Linked DNA regions of Mus musculus: region 2 is linked to region 1. The links are chromatin contacts, called in public promoter capture Hi-C maps. All regions are on one chromosome and are shown on one strand. Each heading gives the region's core, a stretch centred on a gene start, on an enhancer-like site or on the middle of the called end of the contact. The rest is flanking DNA. Distances are from core to core; before and after follow the strand shown.

The links. Promoter capture Hi-C pulls out the DNA fragments that hold promoters and counts their contacts.
Region 2: a promoter capture Hi-C map of liver shows a contact between it and region 1. The contact joins the promoter of Rsc1a1 here to the enhancer-like site in region 1. A contact is called at or near these places in 7 of 39 promoter capture datasets (the C10 cell line, the HPC-7 cell line, cranial neural crest and 4 more).

Annotation. Positions count from the first base shown.
Region 1 is chr4:141,344,336-141,349,526 of GRCm38.p6, reverse strand. No RefSeq gene overlaps it. Among named protein-coding and RNA genes, the nearest start is that of Fam131c, 21 kb to the left of the region's middle. Within about 2 kb of position 2,061, at least 24 of the 459 cell types and tissues checked have an H3K27ac peak or open chromatin away from gene starts, as enhancers often do. A contact at or near this core is called in liver, where this site is marked.
Region 2 is chr4:141,683,588-141,689,051 of GRCm38.p6, reverse strand. Rsc1a1 (regulatory solute carrier protein, family 1, member 1) reads left to right here and starts at 3,336. Exons shown (of 1, transcript NM_023544.5): 1 at 3,336-5,464. The coding sequence starts at 3,453. The coding sequence ends at 5,201. Ddi2 (DNA-damage inducible protein 2) reads left to right here. Exons shown (of 10, transcript NM_001017966.2): 10 at 3,421-5,464.

The DNA of each region.
Region 1 (5,191 bases), core at 812-3,311:
CCTTCCTTTGCAGCCACAGAGCAAGCCTGTCTACCTGGCTGGGACCTGCTCCTTGCTAGCAGTCAGTGCAAGGCTGCTGGCTCAGCTTCTGAACGGAAAACGGCAGGAGGGTCCCTCTGAGGTCCCTCCCGGGATGCTGGCCCCGGACACAGAAGCAATGCTGAAGATTGGCATGTCCAGCAAAGCCACGGTAGGACCGAAATGCACCGGGACTCTGCCCTGTCACGTCTGAACGCAAATTCATAAAAGAACACACTCTAAAGCACAGGAGAATCCAACATCCCCGATCCTGGCTGGACGGGTGACAGTGCCTTCAGCTTCACTTCGTGGCTCTTCCTTTTAGATTAAAAAAAAAAAAATCTCTAAGATCCCCAGTCAGAGTTGCCTCTGCTCTGTGATGACACATGACCCAGAGCAAAGCCCCACTTCCTCACACCCCCGAAGCAGCCCGCCCTCACAAGCCAAGGTCGTCTAAGTCCTGTCAAAGGGGGCTCAGATGCCCCGAGTTTTCCAGGTGTGCGTTCCCTGAGTTCCAAGCAACAGTGGAACCTGCAAGGCGCGGACCTGGTCCTTACGACCAAACAAGGCCTGTTCTGTTGGGTCCCATTTCGTTGATGTTTTTGGAGCTGGGAGCCAGGGAAGTGTCAACCTCCAGTGAAGCATGACGGGGCCTGGGAGGGACCTTAATCTCCATGGCTGCCAGGAGGCCCATTTCCAGGATCTGAGACAAGAGAGCCGTTCCTACAGCACCTGCCAGTCCCTGGCCACCAAAGACTAAACATGAGATGTGACACTCCTGCCAGTCCCCCACTCCACCCCCCGGGTTCCTATGGCAGACGTCTGCGAGCATTGAGAAGCTGAGGAAAGAACCGAACAGAAGGTTCAGAGTCTGGAGATCTGGCTCTGTTTTGCCTCTGCCTCTTTTGTCTTACAATCTGCACCTTAGTTTTTCCATCCGCACAATGGGCAGGATGCAGTTAAGTGAGATAAATGATTGCTAGCTGGCTCCCCATCTGGCTCTGCCTCTCGAGTCCTGGAGTAGACAGGTGGAAGTCTGGCCTCCCCTTCTTGACAATGCCCCTGAGAAGTTAGCCCAAGATGACTCTGGGCTGGACTGAAGAGCAGACGAAGGTTCAGGTGGGTCTCATAGGTCTTCACTCACCAGACTCCTGACTGGGGAAGCAGTATGGCGGAGATCTTTGCTGAGAGATCAGGGTTCAGGGCTATGTCCTTCCTCCGTGTCCCTCCTTGTTCCCAGCTCGGGGCCCATGTCCAAGGCAAACAGGACGGAGTGGAGGTGCCACAGGAAAGCCAGGCAGAGCCTCAGGGCTCGTCGTCTTTGTTGCAGGATGAGGACGCTCTGGCGGGGGAGGTGGAGGAAGAAACCTTTCTATAAGTTCTTTCAGCTCTAAATCCTGCAGGGGGATGTGGTGTCCTCCGCTGTGCCCTGGGCCAGAGGGAAGGAAGGAGTCTAGCTACGGGACCCAGGTGTGAGCCAAAGACTGTGACCTTTCCAGAAAGGAAGGCCCCAGTGTAGAGATCAAGGGAGCTAGATTTCCTTGGAGCCCAGGTCCTCCACCCACTCCGGTCTAGAAGAAGAAAGTGGGATTCCTAAAGCTTGACAGAGTACAGACCCTCTCCTGTGCCTTCCCCAACCCGAGCCACCTTCTCTCCGCCATTCATTGACAAATGCTGGTCCCTTTGCCTGGACCACCTCCTCCCTCCTCCAGCCCTGTTTTGCCTGATGCCTGTTCCTCATTCTTGCAACCTCAGCTTTAATTTGCTTCCTCCAGGAAGCTTTCCCTGTTAGGCTCCTGGTTGCTAGGTTTCTCAACCCTGACCATGATGGCTTATAGCTTCCGGTCTGTTATCTTCCTGGTATGTGTGTGGGGTCAGGGGCAGCCTGTGTCATTCACCACTGAATTCCCGTGCGGAGCCTGGTTTACACGTGGCACCAAGTGAGTGCCTGGCACTGAGCGAGACAGCAGACTGTAGAGCAGAGGGCTCCCCAGGGGCCTTCAGTTGGAATGGCTTGTCCTTGACATAGTCACGTGTAGGGCTTAGAGACTAAGGAGCCAGAAGTGGTTACATAGAGGCCACGTGGGGGCTGAGGTGTAAGCTGGGCAAAGGTAAGGACAGACTAGTGTGAGGTAATCGTTTCAAATGGGGCTTTCCAGTAACAGAACTGTCTCGGGGCCCCACATCTCTGCTGAGGAAAACCTAAATCCCAGTTTGTTTGTTTGTTTGTTTGTTTGTTTGTTTGTTTGTTTTTAATTTACTTATTTTATTTTACATAAGTGAAAATTTTGTCTCTAGGTATATATGTGTACCACATGCATGCCCTGTCCCCCCAGAGGCCAGAAGAAGGTATGAGACCCCCTAGAATTGAAGCTAATGGATGGTTATGAACCACCAAGTAGATGCTGGCAACTGAACCCAGGTCCTCGGAAAGAACAACACAAGCTCCAAACCTCCGAGCCAGCTCTCCAGTCGGCCCAAGACTCACGGTTTTAAAACACTGTTCATGCGTTGCCTGCATCGATATCTGTGTACCACGTGTGTCTGGTGTCCTCAGAGGCCAGAAGAGGGCATCAGGTCCCCTGGGCTTGGAGTTACAGATGGTTGGGAGCTCCTACGTGGGTGCCGGGACCTGAACTTTGAGTTCTCTCTCTGCAAGAGCAGCAAGTGCTTTGAACCTCCGAGCCAGCTCTCCAGCCCTGGTTAGCAAGCCCTTAAGAAAATTGTCTATGTGTGTGTGTGTCTCTGTGTGTTTGTGTGTGCATTTGTGTATGTGTGTTGTGTGTGTGTGTGTGTCTCTGTGTGAATTTGAATGTGTGTGTGTTTGTGTATGTGTGTTTGAGTGTGTGTCTGTGTGTGTGTTTGTATGTGTGTGTGTTAGTGTGTATGTGTCTGTGTGTGTTTGAGTGTGTGTGTGTGTTTGAGTGTGTGTGTGTGTGTGTGTGTGTGTGTGTGTGTGTTGGGGGGTAGGTTTCAACAGATTGTACTGAAGCAACTGGATATAATTCACACACACAACCGCGAAGTTCCTTCTCTACTGCACACCCGCATGGCATTCACCATTCACACACAAGGAGAACGGGGGCCCTCAGGGCTACAATTACTGCCCTATAACACAGGCAGGTGAGAACAGGGTGTCACTGCTCCGTCCCATACTCCCAGCACTTGGGAGGTGGAGGCAGGAGGGCTGGAAACACAAGATCACCAACATCATTCTCAACTACAGGAAAATTTAACTCCAAGCCGGGTTTGGTGGGACAGGTTGTTAATCCCATCACCCAGGAGGCAGAGGCAGGCAGATCTCTGTGAATTTGAGGCCAGCCTGGTCTACAGAGTGAGTCCAGGAAACCCAGAGCTGCTAAGAGAGAAACCCTGTTTTGAAAAGCTCAAAGGGGGGTCTGGTGAGATGGCTCAGTGGGTAAGAGCACCCGACTGCTCTTCTGAAGGTCCGAAGTTCAAATCCCAGCAACCACATGGTGGCTCACAACCATCTGTAATGAGATCTGATGCCCTCTTCTGGTGCATCTGAAGACAGCTACAGTGTACTTACATATAATAAATGAATAAATAAATAAATAAATAAATAAATAAATCTTTAAAAAAAAAGAAAAGAAAAGCTCAAAGGGGAAAAAAATATCTCCAAACTACAGTGACATCAAAAGAAGGTATACGAGCCCCTCTCCCCACCACCACTGGCACATCGGGCAAGAAGGCAGTTGAATGCACACCAGGGAGAGGTCCCCCACAAAGCTAGCTCCAATTCCACCTCAGCTTGGACTTATAGCTTTTCAAATCTGAGGAGATTTATAAAATACATGTTTGTTTATTTATTGTGTACTTGTGGAAGCTGGATGACACCTTTGGGAAATTCTGTCCTTCCTCTGTGTGAGTCCTGCGATCAAACTCAGCCCATTAGACTTGTCATTAAGCGTATTTACCCAAAGAGCCATCTCGCAGTCCCAAGTGTGAGAAATCTGCTTCTGTCATCTGAGTCACCCAATCTGTGGTATTCTTTTGTTATTGTAGACTGAGTGAAGACAATGTCATTAGTCACTAGGGATTGTAAACCACAGCGAAATTCCATTTCACACCCACTAAAATGGCGGCAACCAAAGCGACAGGCAGTAACAAGTGTCGCTGAGGCTATGGGGAAACAGGAACCCTCTCTATCGTGATAGGATGGAAAACGGGCCGCCATTTTGGAAACCGACGTGTGGTCTCACAGGGTCAAGCAGCTCCTCTCCCTGCAATACCTCAGAGAACAGAAATGTGCTCATGTTAAAGCTTACACAACTTGTGATCCAGCACTTGGGAAGCTGGGGCAGGAGGACAGAAAGATCCAGGCTGCTCTGGATGATGGTGTGAAACCCTGTCTCAATAGCAGAATCCAGGCCTGCGGATGATGGCCCCGGTGAGTAATGGGCTGCACAGGCCTGAAGAATGGAGCTGGGCTCCAGAAGTTGCCTGGTAGAGGCACAGAGCCAACTCCTAAAGGTGGTCCTCTGCCCTCCACAGACATGCACCACATGTGTGATACAACACACACATGCACACGCTCTCTCTCCACACAAATATACTTATATACACATACATACAAACACTCATACACACACATACCCTAACACATACACAGACACCACACTCATATATAGTACATACAGACAGGTGCGTGCGCGTGCACACACACACACACACACATCATAACTCACACACAGATATCATATATATCACTCATTCAGACAACTCAAAGACTCACACTCACACACAGAGACACACTCTCTCTTTCACACACACATTCTCATACACATATACATACAAACACACTCTTGCACACACATACTCACACATATACCATAACACACAGAGAGATAACACACACATATAGCACACACATCATAACCCGCAATAGATACTACATACATATTATCTATCACTCATTCAGACACACACAGACTCACACTTGCACACACAGACAGACACACACACACACAAATTCACACTCACATACACACAGAGACACACTCACACAGAGATCCAAACTCACATACACACATACACACATATACATACATGCTCACACACATACACACCCAAACTCACATACACAAAGACATATACTCAGGCAATGGAAACACACATACTCACACAGAGACACGCACATACTTACACACAC
Region 2 (5,464 bases), core at 2,087-4,586, 340 kb before region 1:
TATAAAGTATTTATTAAAAATATTTATAAAGTATTATATATAAAGTATTTATTAGTAAAAAGTATTCATTATACCTACTACCTCTGAGAGCTGAAGATACTGAAGAAAAAAAGAAAAGAATTGTTGGTGTCACAGCAGTTTGTTGTAGATAACTGAATTTTTTAAGCTTTTTTTTTTTCCTTTTTAAAAAGCTGGGCTCTATAAACGTTTATAAACTTCAAACGGTAAAATTTTCATTTTATTAAGCAGAAATGGAAAGTTGAGCTGAACCGCTTCCCCAGACTCATAGATAGTAGTGGGTGGGCAGGGCATGCTCCTGCGTCCTTGCCACCTGTGCTTCAGGGTGTGAGATAAGGCTGCGCTGTACATAGAGTGAAACTGTCTTTAAAATAAGTAGTGTTAAAAAAAAAAAAGAAGAAGAAGAAGAAGGGCGTGGTGGCACACGCCTTTAATCCCAGCACTTGGGAGGCAGTGGCAGGCAGATTTCTGAGTTCGAGGCCAGCCTGGTCTACAGAGTGAGTTCCAGGACAGCCAGGGATACACAGAAAAACCCTGTCTCAAAAAACCAAAAAAATAAAATAAATATTGTTGGTTTTATCTGACGATCTGACACAGATCTTTAGTAAGGGCTTGGAGGCTGATTGTAATTAGACTTGTAGCAAGTCATTCATATTCATTCTCTTTCTCTCTCCGACTCTTTCTCTCTCATCTTAAGGACATTAGGAATAGTTGATGTCCCTTAGCCCTTTTTTTTTCTTTAGCCCCCTGCGGTACTAGTATTTCAGTTTCAGAAGGATGGCATACATGCCGCTCTAATTAAGTACAGAGTCCACCAGGGCACCTGCGCCTCCCCTGCTCTATGGGGTGCGTAGGCCCTGACACCGAGCCCAGGTGTAAATGTTCCCTAAGGTGCTGGCTTGGATATCCTTTTGCAGTATGCTTTTTTATGTTAGCACTAGTCCAAAATTGAACTTATTTCAGAGTCAGCTGTATTGATTAGATGGATAAAGCTAAGAACTTTCTAGATTTACAGGATATAGATTTAAGCAGAGACAGAACGTCATCCTGTTTAACACCAGCTATAAGATAAGGTAGTTCTTTAAGAAGTTAGTCACGTAGTGTGGTGGCGCACGCCTTTAATCCCAGCACTCCGGAGGCAGAGGCAGTCGGATTTCTGAGTTCGAGGCCAGCCTGGTCTACAAAGTGGGTTCCAGGACAGCCAGGGTTATACAGAGAAACCCTGTCTCAAAAAACCAAAAAAAAAAAAAAAAAAAAAAAAAAGAAAGAAACATTCAGGCAAAAAAATTATGGGCTGGTGAGATGGCTCAGTGGGTAAGAGCACCCGACTGCTCTTCCAAAGGTCCAGAGTTCAAATCCCAGCAACCACATGGTGGCTCACAACCATCCGTAATGAGATCTGACTCCCTCTTCTGGAGTGTGTGAAGACAGCTACAGTGTATTTACATAAAATAATAAATAAATCTTTAAAAAAAAAAAAAAAAAAAAAAGAAGTTAGTCACGCCGGGCGTGGTGGCGCACACCTTTGCCTTTAATCCCAGCACTCTGGAGGCAGAGGCAGGCGGATTTCTGAGTTCTAGGACAGCCAGGGCTACACAGAGAAACCCTGAAAAAAAAAGAAGTTAGTCACTACCTTGAGGGGGTGCCACTGGCCTTTGAGCCCAGCATTTGCTCTTGAGTTCAAGGCCAGCCTGGTCTACAAAGTGAGTTCCAGTATAGCCAAAGAAACTCTTTCTCATAAAACAAACAGAAAGAACAACATAGGCTACAGGAGATCCCATCTCAACCACAAAAAGGAAAAGCTGACAACTTCCAGCAGGCCCATCCTCTCTCTCATGCAGCTCAGCGGGGTCTGATGAATTAATTAGTGATGTTAGCATCATAACTGCACTCTGTGTGACCTCACCAGTGGAAAACCAGCACTCACACTGATGTTAGTGTTCAGCACAAAGCATCTGAATTGAATTTAATAACCCAGGAACCAATATTTCCAGGGTTGATAGCAATCTATGCCTTTTAATTAAAGATATTTTTGGTGGTTAGAGGCTGGTTTTTAATAGTGCCAGAGGAGTTGGACCACTGTGGCTTCCGCATCAAGTTTGAAGGGCAATCAAATTCGGGTGGGTGTAAGTTATTGTTGCCTATCAAAGAATGATTACACTCTTCCTCTGCCCTCCTGTGGATTCAGTGACGTGCCTACGCCTGGTCAGTTCTGTTGTGCTGTACGAGGGTACAGCATTGAGAAGCTGGGCGTAATCCTGCATGTTGATCCCAGCACTCACACTAAAGCAGGAAACTCCCACACGTTTCAGGCTGAACAGAGCTCGTTAGAGAGCTAGAGATGTAGTTGGATTAGCAGAAGGCCTCCTGGCATATGTAAGATGAGGTTGGTTTGGTCCAGAGCACTACAGAAATTTGAGAACAGTAATGCATACCCATAGCTCTGACACTGGGAGCCATCGTCCTTATACATGAAGTCAAGAGTACAGGAAATGTGGAGGCCTCAAGTATGAATGCACAGTGGTTGAACAGATAAATAAAATTCTGTCTGCTTCATTTTTTGTTTTGTTCTTTGAATTGGGTGCTTAGTTTTACCATGGTTTTTGAAAAGCTTGGCTAGAAATAAAATCCACTGTTTACTTGTCTGTCTTCTAGAGCTCTCCAGGCATGTAAACCCCACCTCTCTTGGTTGCCCTGCTCTCTTGCCAGCGTGCTTGCTTTTGGACACCTGTGCTTACACTTGAAACATGAACAGCGAACTGGAGCCAACAGTGGTGGCCCATGCTGTAACCCCAGTGCTTAGGAGGCTGACGCACAAGGATTGCTGATAATTAAAGGCTTATCTGGCTTTACTATAGTGAGTTGGCCAGCCTAGGCTACAGAGTGAGAACCTATTGGGTTTTGTTTGTTTGTTTGTTGTTGTTTTAAAGAGGGGAAAAAGCCTTGTCATGAGAATCATCCTGTGAAGATGCAAAAAATCACCAGAAATAAAGTGACTGCTTGGTGTGGTGATGCGCTCCCATAGCCCAGCACTGCAGAAGCCAGGCAGGCGCCTCTCAGCTTACGGCCAGCTCTGCTGTGCAGTGAGAGCCTTTCTGGAGTGAATAAATACATCAATAAGTATCTTTTAAGTGTGAGCACTGACCCATCCATTGTGAAGTGCACGCTAATAGTGCTTTCTTTACATATGGAATTTTAATGTTTATTAAGCACACACCCATTTCAGCTTCAGTGACAGATGCTACCTTGCCACCATGAGAAAGATTCTTGTATTTTTTTTTTTTTTAGCATATTTGCAAGAGAGACCTAAATTAAAAGGCCTGCTTTTATTCTATTGAGGATTCAACTCTGATAAGTTAGTGGTCTGCTAGCTAATCTTTTTCTCTTTTCTCTTTATTACAGAGAAAAGCAGTAAAGAATCTACCTCACTGGGAATGTCATCATTGCCGACTTCAGATGGGTTTGACCATCCAGCTCCTTCAGGGCAGAGTCCTGAGGTTGGTAGCCCGACGAGTCTCGCTCGCTCTGTTTCTGCTTCCGTCTGCGCCATCAAGCCCGGTGACCCCAATAGCATTGAATCTCTAGCTATGGAGGCTACGAAGGCTTCAGCTGAATTCCAGACAAACTCTAAGAAAACAGACCCTCCTCCTCTGCAGGTTCTTCCTGACCTTGCTTCCTCAGCAGAGCAGAGTCTAGCCATGCCTTTCCATAAGTCATCAAAAGAAGCCGTTGTTGCAGGTAATCTGGAGAAATCTGTTGAGAAAGGAACCCAGGGCCTCAGAGTGTATCTCCACACAAGACAGGACGCTAGTTTAACTCTCACAACTACTGGGATGCGGGAGCCACAGATATTTGCGGAGGAAAAGAGTTGGCATCCAGAAAATCAGACCCCAAGTCCCGTGAACGGCCTTCAGCAGCACAGAGAAACAGGGAGTGTACAGCGAGAGGCTGGACAGCAGAGTGTTCCACAGGACCAGGGCTGTCTTTGTGACGCAGAAGACCTTGAGCTTCATGAAGAAGTTGTCAGTTTGGAAGCTCTGAGGAAAGGTGAGCTACAAAGACACGCTCATCTTCCCAGTGCAGAGAAGGGTCTTCCAGCTTCAGGACTCTGTAGCTGTCCATGCTCAGAAGCCCTGATGGAAGTAGATACAGCTGAACAGTCTCTGGTTGCTATGTGCAGCTCAACAGGCAGGCAGGATGCCGTCATCAAGAGCCCTAGTGTAGCACATCTCGCTTCAGATAATCCCACTATGGAAGTGGAGACATTACAGTCTAACCCGTCCTGTGAGCCTGTGGAACATTCCATCTTGACTCGGGAATTGCAGCTCCCAGAAGATAATGTTGACATGTCTACAATGGATAACAAAGATGACAATTCCTCTTCCCTTCTAAGTGGCCACGGTCAGCCCTCTGTGGAATCAGCAGAAGAATTTTGTTCATCTGTCACAGTGGCCTTGAAAGAACTCCATGAGCTTTTGGTCATTAGCTGTAAGCCAGCTTCAGAAGAGTCACCTGAGCATGTTACCTGTCAGTCAGAGATAGGAGCTGAGAGCCAACCAAGTGTTTCAGACCTTTCAGGAAGAAGGGTCCAAAGTGTGCATTTGACCCCTAGTGACCAGTACTCACAAGGCTCCTGTCACCAGGCCACCTCTGAATCAGGAAAGACAGAAATCGTAGGAACTGCCCCTTGTGCTGCGGTAGAAGATGAAGCATCCACTAGCTTTGAAGGTCTGGGTGATGGCTTGTCACCTGACCGAGAAGATGTCCGCAGATCAACAGAGTCAGCCAGGAAGAGCTGTTCTGTCGCCATAACCTCAGCTAAACTGTCTGAGCAGTTGCCCTGCACCTCAGGGGTAGAAATAGCACCTGAACTTGCAGCAAGTGAGGGTGCCCACAGTCAGCCTTCAGAGCATGTGCATAATCCAGGCCCAGACAGGCCGGAGACCAGCAGTGTCTGCCCTGGAGCTGGGTTGCCCCGTAGTGGATTGGACCAACCTCCCACACAGTCCTTGTCCACCCCCTCCGTTCTTCCACCGTTCATCTTTCCTGCTGCAGATGTTGACAGGATTCTTGGTGCCGGCTTCACTCTGCAGGAAGCGCTCGGGGCTCTGCATCGAGTTGGTGGGAATGCAGACCTTGCCCTTCTTGTTTTGTTAGCAAAGAACATTGTAGTCCCAACATAATTGTGGGAAGTGGGCTAGGCCACACGTCATTCCTTTTGAAAAAGCCCTTTTCACACAAATATACTACACACACACACACACAATGTGTAGAAAATCTGCAAGCAAAATGTTGAGCCAGATTTTTTTTTTGCCGGCCAAAGTAATTTATGATCTTTTGTCTGAATTTGTCTATTCTACTTGTTAACATTTGGGCCTTTTAAATGTATTGGCAGTGTGTGCATACAAAGCTTTTTATTCTCATGACGATGATGTATTCTGGAATA